Linked DNA regions of Danio rerio: regions 2 and 3 are each linked to region 1. Evidence: chromatin contacts called from public HiCAR-type and Micro-C data. All regions are on one chromosome and are shown on one strand. Each heading gives the region's core, a stretch centred on a gene start, on an enhancer-like site or on the middle of the called end of the contact. The rest is flanking DNA. Distances are from core to core; before and after follow the strand shown.

Region 1 (3,630 bases), core at 590-3,089:
GCTTCCTTACGCCGGGCATTGTACAGCACACTACGGGTATGAAACGGAAAGTTGACACCTGTCAAAACAGACGAAAAACACTTTGGTTAAACCAGTCTGGGTGGAGGCAGATCACAGTGATTTTAAATCCCGCATACTGTAGGATATGAAGCTGGTCTCTACAGCTGTCCTCGGACGACCACCAGCACCGGGATCCGTCAGTCTCTCAAAGCGGACGAGACTCAATACTCCGCTAATTTTATCGAGTGCGCGCTGGAATCTGTCCAGCTCACCGGCAGCTCAATCATGTTAACCCTTTGTGCTTTGATGGCACTTCTTTTTCATAGCAAAAAATAATAATAATAATAAATAAATTAATACTAATTTAAAACTTTTTTTTTTTTTGTACCTATTTAGAGAGAAATGTTGCATGTGAAGAATTTCTGGAAGACCCTAGGCTACATAGGAAGTCAGTTTTACATAGGAAGTCAGGTGATCTCTCGACATGAGACAAGCTTTCTTTTTTATCAAAAATATCTCAAAAGTCTAAAACTTGTGCTTGGGTTGCCACGTCCACGGCAATTTGGTTGCTTTTAAACTGTTGCCATATTTTCTTGAGATTCTCCCCCTTCTGGAATGATAACACTGCGCTAAATCATGAGTTTAGTGAAGGAGGTGAACTGCCTTTTACACATAAATTAAGCTGTTTGACTACTAGCATAAATCAGGGTACTGACTGTCACCGGTTATAGTCAATAGGTGTCAGTGTTTCACATGCTTTTACGCGTGCATATGGATCTGCATACAGTATTGTAATTTATTATGAATAATAAGGCAATATTCAAGGGAACTTTACTTTTTTTCAGTGAATGCCCACACCTAAGGCCAAACTGCTTCTGGATGTAGAACTACTTTAGCTGTGCATTTATCTGAACATAGCTTAAAATATTCATCAGCCAATTTACAAATACATCTGATCAACTTATGAGTGCCAAATGAATAATAATTATATCTACATGATAAAATATTAGAAAATAAAGCAACATGGGTTGTAACGGACAAGAGGCGAGGCCCGTCGTCAGTTATTATCCAGAAATCAGTCAGAAGTTGTTAAAGAGTTTTTACTTTGATATTTTGCTCAATTTGTCAAATAACTTCAATTCAGCATACACTGATACAAAAGTTTAAGATGTTCTAGTGGATTTTTAGATACTTGGATGAACAGTTATATTTTCCTTTAGTTTTGTTTTTGTGCAAACTTGGCAAGCCTTTAGTACTTCAACTCACAAACTAGCTTGCATGCAATTACCACCTTACTTTCCAATCTTTTTTTGTGGGAATGAGCACTTTTGTGAATGCTAGCATTCTTGTGGAGCTAATGGCTGCAATTTTTACTTCCTCAAAATAATAAATTATCGCTGCGAGCAGGGTTCGAACCTGCGCGGGGAGACCCCATTGGATTTCAAGTCCAACGCCTTAACCACTCGGCCATCGCAGCACCGGTTCATAAACAGGGAACTTCCTGTTTTGTTGTTGTTAAACTACACAAGGCGTACTAGCTGTTTACAAAACAGAACACAACATAATGGAACCGCGAACGGTCCGGTGTAAAATAGATGTAACATCAGTCAGCCTTTGCTAACCCAAATGCACACCGAATTCTGTGATAATGTTAAAATGATTTTGAAATAAACTATTTCCAAATCATTAAACAAGGTATTTTGTATTCAGAGACAATCGAGAATTAATCGTACCGTAAAATGAGGGTGAAAGAGGCAGCTTCTGTGGACCTCCAGAAAACAGACACTGGCCTACACTTTTAGCCGTTTTATCGAGCGCGTCACGTGACACCTTTGGTTGCCAAATGCCCTCCCCGAGTATAATTTTGGACTCAAAATTACGCACTGGGCAATTTTTAAATCAATAAGCCAGTTTGTTTCTATACTATTTTAAAATGAATAAATTATTTGCTACCCCTCAGTAAATGAACGGTTTCTTGTAAATAATTAAGATATCTGAAAGTAACAAGTTACGAGCTCGCGTCATGGAAACTTCGTGAATGCAGGGGTTTCGCACTGACCCCAGAGACATCTACCTTATTACAGCCCTTCTTATTGTTGTACTGGGAACTAGAAGACTCTTTTTGTTTTTTTTCCATATCATCACCATTTAAGTCTATAGCAAAACCTACAGATTTCTTCTTTATCGGCTCCTATAAGCTAAACTCAAATTTGATTCCCTTGTGTCTTTTTGTAACTTAAATCATAGAAGTTGTGCATATTTTGAGATCTGAATGTAACAAATTAACTTTAGCTGCAGATATACAGATACAGACGGACAAAGCCTAACTGTCAATTGTCATATACAACAATGCTTGTGCGAACACACATACACTCCATTAGGTACACCTGTTCAACTGTCAAATATATATATATATATATATATATATATATATATATATATATATATATATATATATATATATATATATATATATATATATATATATATATATATATGTATATATATAATATTTAACTGCTATTAAAATATATTATTAATTAAACCTCTCTTCATAAAATTTATTAAGGTAGCTAAATTTAATAGTTAGACCTGTAGAGAGGGGTTTGGGTGGTTTGAAAGAGTCGAAGTATTAATATGTTTGAATTTTTCTTATTAATCAAATGGCCAAATTCTGACTGAGGAATGTTGAATGTACTGGCCAGCGTATTGTCTGTAGGCTTCGGTCCTTCATTTAAAACAAGTTTTAACCTATTTCTAAAAAAAAAAATACAAAAATTTGTAATGACATATGATAATACATTTGTATCTTAAAAATAAGTATCTTTTGACATTTTTTATTCTAAATTTTCATTATTTATAAAATTGTAATATATAACTTACAGTTTAAATTCCCATGGGTCTGATAGTGTAATGTAAAATAATGTTTACTAACTGACAAAGAAAGAGTTTAATAAATACTTCTGTTTATTTTAGCCATAGTGCAGATGATCTCATATATCTGTATTATTAAAGGATGGAGCACAGGCTGTAGTTTTTCCGTTCCACCACATCCCAAAGGTGCTCTATTGGATTGAGCTCTGGTGACTGTGGAGGCCATTTGAGTACAGTGAACTCATTGTCATGTTCAAGAAACCAGCCTGAGATGATGCATGCTTTATGACATGGTGCGTTATCCTGCTGGAAGTCGCCATGTTTTGATCCATCAGCCGACAAATCTGCAGCAACTGTGTAATGCTATTATGTCAATATGGAACAAAATCTGAGGAATATTTTTAGTACCTTGTCGAATCGATGCCACGAAGGATTAAGGCAGTTCTAAAGGCAAAAGGGGGTGTAACCCAGTACTAGTCAGGTGTACCTAATAAAGTGGCTAGCGAGTGTATATATAAAACACATATAAAAAATTACTTTTGATTTACAATGGCAAGCTATATCTAAAAAGTTCCGTGCATGCATGTTTCAGTCATCGTCCAGTAGGCGGAGGTATTTCACAGACATAAGGATCCATAATGCCTGGATCAACAGACATGCCCATTTTGATGTCAGCATCATGAAAAATTTAGAAAGAGAAATTATACAGAAAGCATTCATTCATTCATTCCTTCATTTTCTTTTGGGCTTAGTCCT
Region 2 (3,630 bases), core at 717-3,216, 130 kb before region 1:
TATTTTCATTTCAGGGTTAAGAAAGATATTTACCCGGGGTTATAAAAAAAGAGTTAGCACTGTGTTTATGCTAAGTTGTTAATCCCACACCAGTGTCCCAAACATGTAAAGTATACGAATGCTACAGACAGATTTTATATTCACTTATAATAGTACAAAACAAAACAAAGTGCTCTGAAATCCATAAAGTCCAAAAAAGAAAGTCCATTGCCTGAAAGTCCATCGAGTCTACCAAATAAAGCGGATTTGCGCTCATATGTGCGCCCATAGGTGTTCTGGTCTAAAAAGGAAGGCGTTCTGAGGCGCATTGCTATTTTGACAAACTATAATAGATTTTTCCATAGACCAGAACAAAGCCGGTCTATTGTCCAGCGTTTGTTCCAGCGGTCTATTGTTGAGCGTTAGTTGTGCGCCTCGCTTACACACTGCTTAATACAAACAAGATGAAAAGCAACACGCAAATATCTTTACAGATGAAAAAGAATAAAATATTAAGGATATATATAGGACATAATAAGGATATATGGGATATAAATATAAAGGATTTAAATATTACAAAACATATTATATTCTAGCCAACATAAATTTACAAACCATACTTTCATGCCTTCTTCATCTCGAGAGGCTTTTTCAGTTCATTCATAACAATTTGCTTTTGTATAATGTTATTATTATTATTAGCAGTATTATTTATTATATCCATATTTATATTTGTTTATTAAAAACAAGCTTAGATTTGTCCACCTGTCAGGTTTAAGACCATATGGGGCACAGCATGTGTATTAGGATATAACTCAGTATTTTGACCACACTTCGTTATTATTGTTTATTTATTCGTTGGCTGGAAATTAGAACTGAATTTAGAAATAGTTTTGAAACATTATTCGCACTTAACAAACGAAATTAATTATTTATAGACTAATTGATGTCTGTGCGTACAAGGTTTCCCTATCCACAAGAGCGAAAGTGAAAGTAGATAATGAGAGGCCTTATCTCTCATTCTGGCGCTGCAGATGCTCTGTTTAACAGTTTTCTTGCTTGTGAAATGCTGTTTTTCCACTTACAAAGCCGTCAGGTAAATAGCAAATGCACTATGGCACGACGCAACTTTGGTTTTTATACCTTTTAAGAACTTTTAACATTAGTCCTTATATTAGCAAAAGTGGATTCTGACACGCCCTGAATGCATTTGCGCCCTGCGCTTTACACTTTGCGCGTGGATCGTCAAAATAGAGCCTTTCATGTAAACCCATTAAAATAGGTACAGTAAACATAAAGGAAACCCTTTTAAACCTGTTTTTTCACCAATTAACTTTTTCAAATAATAGTACTGATGAACATTTTGATGACATCTATGCAAATACTAAAGGATATTAAGATTCGAAAAGAACATCTGTGATTGGTGTGAATATAGCGGGGCGTACAATCGTACAGATGGATTCGAGTAGGAGTATAAAAGAACAAACTCAACTTAAGGTTAATGTGTGAATGTCTGATCGTCTCAGTTGTCACTTGTAGCAAAAATCGTGGCTACATGATATATTAAGTAGAGTTCATTTAAGGCAAAATTTCAATGTGAATAAGAGATGCCCTTAATAAAAGGTGACTCATTTGATATGACCATTTATGGTAGATGTTTCCATTTTTCTAAGCTATCCCTTGCAGTTTCCATTAAAATAATTCCATTTCCTTGAGACACCTCGAGTTACTACCTCTAATGTTTTAAGTGTTGTTTAAGCACATGATGTTTGAATTCATGTAGAAGAGAATAACTGGACTTTTGCACATATAAAAAAAAAAAAAAAAAATATATATATATATATATATATATATATATAATATTACTAACTGCTAAACTGTCTTGTAATAACTTTCTTTTGAGTGTTTTTTCTGGGTAAAAAAAAACACTCAGTGGAAACTCCCACATGTTCAAGTGCAGTAAGCATCATTTCCTTATACAACATCAAAGATGAGCTGAGCTGGCAGTCGAAGTTAAACTAAAGAAAGCATGAGGGAAGAAAGCAGATGGTTAGAATGACAGCCTGATGGTTAGAGGTTCAAAGAGGTAAAAAGAGAAGACAAACAAAGCAGAAAACAGACGGAAGACAAAGCCAGAGTTGGTGAAGCTCGACAACCATGAGCCGCAACTTTCTCTGTGCTTTTCTCACCCTCGCCTTCTTGGAATCAGGTAACTTCATTTTGTGTCAAATTGTTTAAGAAAATGTAATATTTGTACATTTTAAATGTACCTAAATCACCATAAAGGTTTTAGATGTAGTTTGAGCAGAGGATGCTGAAGTTGCTATGTCACCGGAAAAAGCTATAAATTGAAAATGGTAAATGAAGACATCATGCATTAAAATGTTTTAAACGAAAGCATATCCCTTCCGCATGCACCACTGAAATTATGATTACCGACACTTTCACTGACAATATTTTATATAGAAATTAATACATTTTTTATTATGGGATTCAATTTAAGGATTCTCTTAGCCAATTTATTTTGATCTGAACACGGATTTTGCATGGATTTTTGTTTTAATAAAAAAATAAGTACAAAAACAAGATGATTCAATGAATTTACTAAGATAAGTGTTTTATATGGACTAAATTTAACCAAACAAATTAAGTTGAACATTATGTATAAATTGTTTGCAACCGCACTGTAAAAATCGATTGTCTGAAAAAATGAGTAAATTAATTACCTTCAAATTATTAAGTAAACAAACTATGTGCATAATTACAAAAATGAGGTAACAGTTCTAAGTTACAACATAAATATGCACATTTTTAAAGTAAAATCAACTTGTCGTTTTTTAAGGGCATGGGTTTACTTACTTTTTTAAGTAATCGCTTTTTGAAGTACAGTTACCTTAAAAAATGTAAATCCACAGAATCTTTTTTTTTGTGTAATCACAGCTTGTAGAGGTTTCACAATGCGTCACCAGCTCTCCCAAATAAATGTTTTGTATATAAAGTCCGTCAAATATGCAATTAAACAAAAATGAAAAGTTAAACAAAGTAAAGAAACGGAAATAGCATTTTTTGTAACACACACATATTTAAAATCTTTGCTTAACTGACGCTATGTATAATTTAACACTTAACCATTTAAAATCTAAATTATTTTTTTACTTCAATTAATATTTACAGTGTATTAAATAACAATAAAGTAACGTTTTCCACAATTCAAACACCTTGAATGTAAACATAGTCTTGTCTGAAACTTTCTTCTACATTTATCAATATTTTTAGCATTCTGTCTCAGTGATCCTTGAAATCACTAAATTTTTTAAAATTGTGTGTATGTTTTTTTTTTACCAGGCAAATCAAACAGTGATGTGTCTATCAGTCACCGCTTTACCGGAGATAGCCAGAACATTACTTGCGTCCTCTTGGGGGACGAAAACATGACACAGATCAACTGGGAAATACTTCATGGCCCAAACCACACTAAACTGGGCACGTATCATCCTCATTTCGGCATACATATTATGCATAATTATAAGACTAAAGTGGAGATCAAGGGCAGACAATCTCCACGTCCGTCATCATCATCCCTTCTCATTAAAATAGCATCAAACGAGAGCGTGCAAATCTGTTGCGCGTTCATAACATTTCCCTCAGGTA
Region 3 (3,630 bases), core at 754-3,253, 130 kb after region 1:
ATGATGCACAGAATGTCTAACCCTGTCCATGACCTCTTTGAAGATTCTCCATGTGCTGAACTGTGATCTCCAGAACATCAGCTTTCTCCAGTTTAGATTGCTGTGGGAATTCAAATTATGATTTATTTTCATAAAAATGTTGAAATATTGAAGAGACATATATTATATTGGTGCAATGAAATAAACAAATGATCAAAATACCTCATGCAAATTCTGAGGTAAAGTTACAGAAGAAATATTTTCCCCACAATGATGACTCTTGTACATTGTCTTTATTATCTTTCGGGAGAGGTCTGTTATTTCCGGTCAAACAATAAATAGCTGGTTGAATAAAAGTTACTTGTACAAGAGTAAAAAGTAACGATGTACAATCCCTTAAATAACTTTAAGTCAGAATTTACCACGGGTATGAATAATTTGGATCTTGACTGTATGTATACAATGTGTTTATTCATGTAGTTCACTTACGTCCAAATTGTAGGCATCCACCATTATACCCTTCAGCTGCTCAAGGCTCGAGTTTATCCTCTCTCTGCGTTTCTTCTCTATCAATGGTTTCCGCAGCTAAAATGATAGAAAGCATGTGAACTATTCATAAGATATCCTCAAGGGATTCATTTGCTCCCAGGTTTGACTATACCAAGACTTACAATACACAAGCCAGTTCAGTAATGCATATATCTAAAGAGTGAAACAGTCGTTAGACATCCCAAATGAGGTCATATTCATGTCATTGTTTAACAACTAATGTAAAGTCTTGCCTGAAGCTTACTGCAGTTACTCTGACATTGTTAAAAACAAAGGTTTCTAGAACAGTTTCACATGCTGCTACAGTGAAAAGTTCCACAGTTATTTCTGTGGAAAAAAAAAAGATTTTAGTTATCTAAAGAAACTTCTGTAGAATGAAAAAGTTCTTTTGATGTAAAAAGTTGTTCATGAAACCATCGATGACAATAAGGAGTGCAGAGTTAAGTCAGTAGTAGTGGTGGTGGTGGTGTCATAGTTATTTAAAGGGATAGTTCACACAGAAATCACAATTCTGTCATAATTTATGTCATCATTAAATCATGCTCAAATTGTTCCAGACTTATAAAGACATACAGATATTTTAGGACTGTGGCTAACCCCACTGTTTCTGGTTTACTTCCACAATATAAAAAAAATCTTCGAAGTCATTTGGGACCAAAAAATGGTTACTTACAACCTTCAATATATGACAAAAAAAAATAATGCGATGACAAACTATGACATATTTAGCATTTTGGGAGGGCAAACTATCTTTTAAAATTATTAATTTAATCAATGCAGATCATTTAAAATGGATTAGTTGAGGTAACAAAACATGCTAGGCAAATTGTATTGTGCTGTTTTGTTGTATTGAGTTGTTTATGAAATATATCAAGTGATAAAGTTTCTCTATGAGCACTGATGGTTATGAACAAACTTTTACAGGGTTGTCTCTAAAATGTTGTTTGGAGTTTTAAAATGTATTTCACTTATTAATAGGATTCACACTAAGAAACTTTTAATAACTTTCACTAAAAGGTTCTTCAAGGAGCCCGAATTGCAACTGCAATTTGCTACTGCAAAAACTCTGTCGTAGAACCATAAGTTTGAAGAGTGTATTGATACTTCGGATATTTTACATTTCTAATTTAAACAGAAGATATTCACATTTCACACCGTCACAAGAATGAAAACTTGAACGTAAAAGCTAATTTAATAAATCGCCATGTGATGTTTATTTATGCTTTTATCATGGATACATAAAATAAAGTTGAATATTTCGCTAAAGTTCGCACAGTCATCATCAAACCGCACAAAATGCCGCAAATGTGACATTACCTTTCGCTCCTCTTTTGCGTTGAAATTCTTCTCCGGACCATTGCCCATGTTGGAGGCCGTCATTATTCTCCACCAGTATGAAACTAGTTCAGAAAGTTTCCCACGAGTGTGCACGTTTGGGTTGTGGTGGCGTGGTCTCGGTGGAAGCAGAAAGTACACAGGCTCACTTAACCTCGTTTAACATGTACCCATGCGCCCCCTCAAACCTCCACCCACCCAAATTACCATGACAATACACGGGTGCTTTCTGCAGCACAAATTCCCACAGTCTCGGGTTTGGCCTGTTAAATAGCGCAGATCCCACGTTCCACACATAGTGCTGGTGCACTGAGATGAGGCTCAGGGTTCAAAAGTTTCACTTCACTGGTGACTCGCTGTCACAAAATGTTACACGCATTTGATTCAGCTGACAAACATTTCTAGGAACATTTTCTTTCCTGTTAACCCTTAAACTGTAATATATATAAATATATATATATATATATATATATATATATATATATATATATATATATATATATATATATATATATATATATATATATAGGCCTATATATATATATATATATATATATATATATATATATATATATATATATATATATATATATATATATATATTATATGATAATATATGATAATATATGACGCACCTGTGGTACACTGCATGAAAAACATTAATTGAATTAACAGTTTTTAAGATAAGTGGTTGCAAACATTTTATAGTGGCTGAATTTTTACACAATTCCGTCATGTTTGTTTAAATTCAGCTCACATAAATTGTTTGCAACCACTTACCTTAAAAAAATTTAAGGTAAGGTAAATCCAATGATTTATTTAGTGACACAGAACAAAAAGTGGCCGTCACTTTAGACACATGAAAGTTAATCAATAAAATAAAATAGTTTATATTTCTTTTTAATATATTATTATATTCAGTGTTGGGAAAGTTCACAAAGTACTGCAATACAATATTGAGTTACTCCCCAAAAAGTAACTAGTTGCATTACTTTTTATGGTAAGTAATACACTTAATTTTACGTTACTTTTTATACCTGGCTAAGGCTGGACCTCTTACAGAACTTTTTTTTTCTTACTTTCTTTTTAAATAGAGGAGTGCAATAAACAACACACTGTATAACTTAAACCAATTTTAAAATATAATTTTATCCGAGAACTTCCTAACCTAGAGCTATATATATGCCATATATACATGATTGTTAAAAGTTTAAAGCAGTGTTTGCTATGTTGTACTACTCTGCAAAAAATATGCTCAATTATAATCAGACATGTGTTTTTATTTCATGGAACTTATTAAGTTAATATTGTTCTAACTTAATTTTAGAAGTTGAGCAAGCTGTTTTGAGTCAGTTTAGCATAAAGTACAAAATAATTTGATTCAACCTAAAAATTTAAGGCAACCAGGACTTTTTACAGTGTATTTAAGTAAAATTACTGTCCATTGAGATAATCCCATTTTCCTTTTTTTAATGCGTTCGAAATAAATAACACATCCTCCAATTGACTGCGTAATTCATTGTGACCAATTTTAGTTCAGTTATTTATTTAAAAGATAATTAAATAAACTAAAAAGTAACTCGAGTTACTATAGGTCTAGTTAATCGAGTTTTTTTTAAGTAATGCGTTACCTTACTCCTTACTTAGAAAAGTAATATTATGCCTTACCCCCAACAACACTGGCTATATTTCTGTAGACACCATTCAAATGATTATCTGCTTAATTCGGCCCTTAAGCTTAAAGAAAATATGGAATTAAATGTAGCC

The links. Hi-C and Micro-C count contacts between places; a contact is called where the count stands out from the background. HiCAR-type assays count read pairs that join an accessible place to other places.
Region 2: a Micro-C map of caudal fin shows a contact between it and region 1, with 3 times the contacts expected there. The contact joins the promoter of si:ch211-196f2.6 here to the promoter of zgc:77439 in region 1. A contact is called at or near these places in 2 of 18 Hi-C or Micro-C datasets (caudal fin and an unstated tissue).
Region 3: a HiCAR-type map of caudal fin shows a contact between it and region 1, with 4 times the contacts expected there. The contact joins the promoter of her8a here to the promoter of zgc:77439 in region 1. A contact is called at or near these places in 1 of 18 Hi-C or Micro-C datasets (an unstated tissue) and 1 of 4 datasets of contacts at active chromatin or transcription factors (caudal fin).

Annotation. Positions count from the first base shown.
Region 1 is chr7:26,329,749-26,333,378 of GRCz12tu, forward strand. zgc:77439 reads right to left here and starts at 1,840. Exons shown (of 8, transcript NM_001197289.1): 1 at 1,734-1,840; 2 at 1-58. The coding sequence starts at 19. trnas-uga (transfer RNA serine (anticodon UGA)) reads right to left here and starts at 1,477; the gene lies at 1,396-1,477.
Region 2 is chr7:26,196,832-26,200,461 of GRCz12tu, forward strand. It overlaps si:ch211-196f2.6, which reads left to right and starts at 1,967. Exons shown (of 5, transcript NM_001386734.1): 1 at 1,967-2,188; 2 at 3,325-3,630. The coding sequence starts at 2,137. The region is part of intron 3 of LOC141375366 (a long non-coding RNA gene); the gene reads right to left.
Region 3 is chr7:26,461,853-26,465,482 of GRCz12tu, forward strand. It overlaps her8a (hairy-related 8a), which reads right to left and starts at 2,004. Exons shown (of 4, transcript NM_199624.3): 1 at 1,846-2,004; 2 at 469-564; 3 at 22-100. The coding sequence starts at 1,908.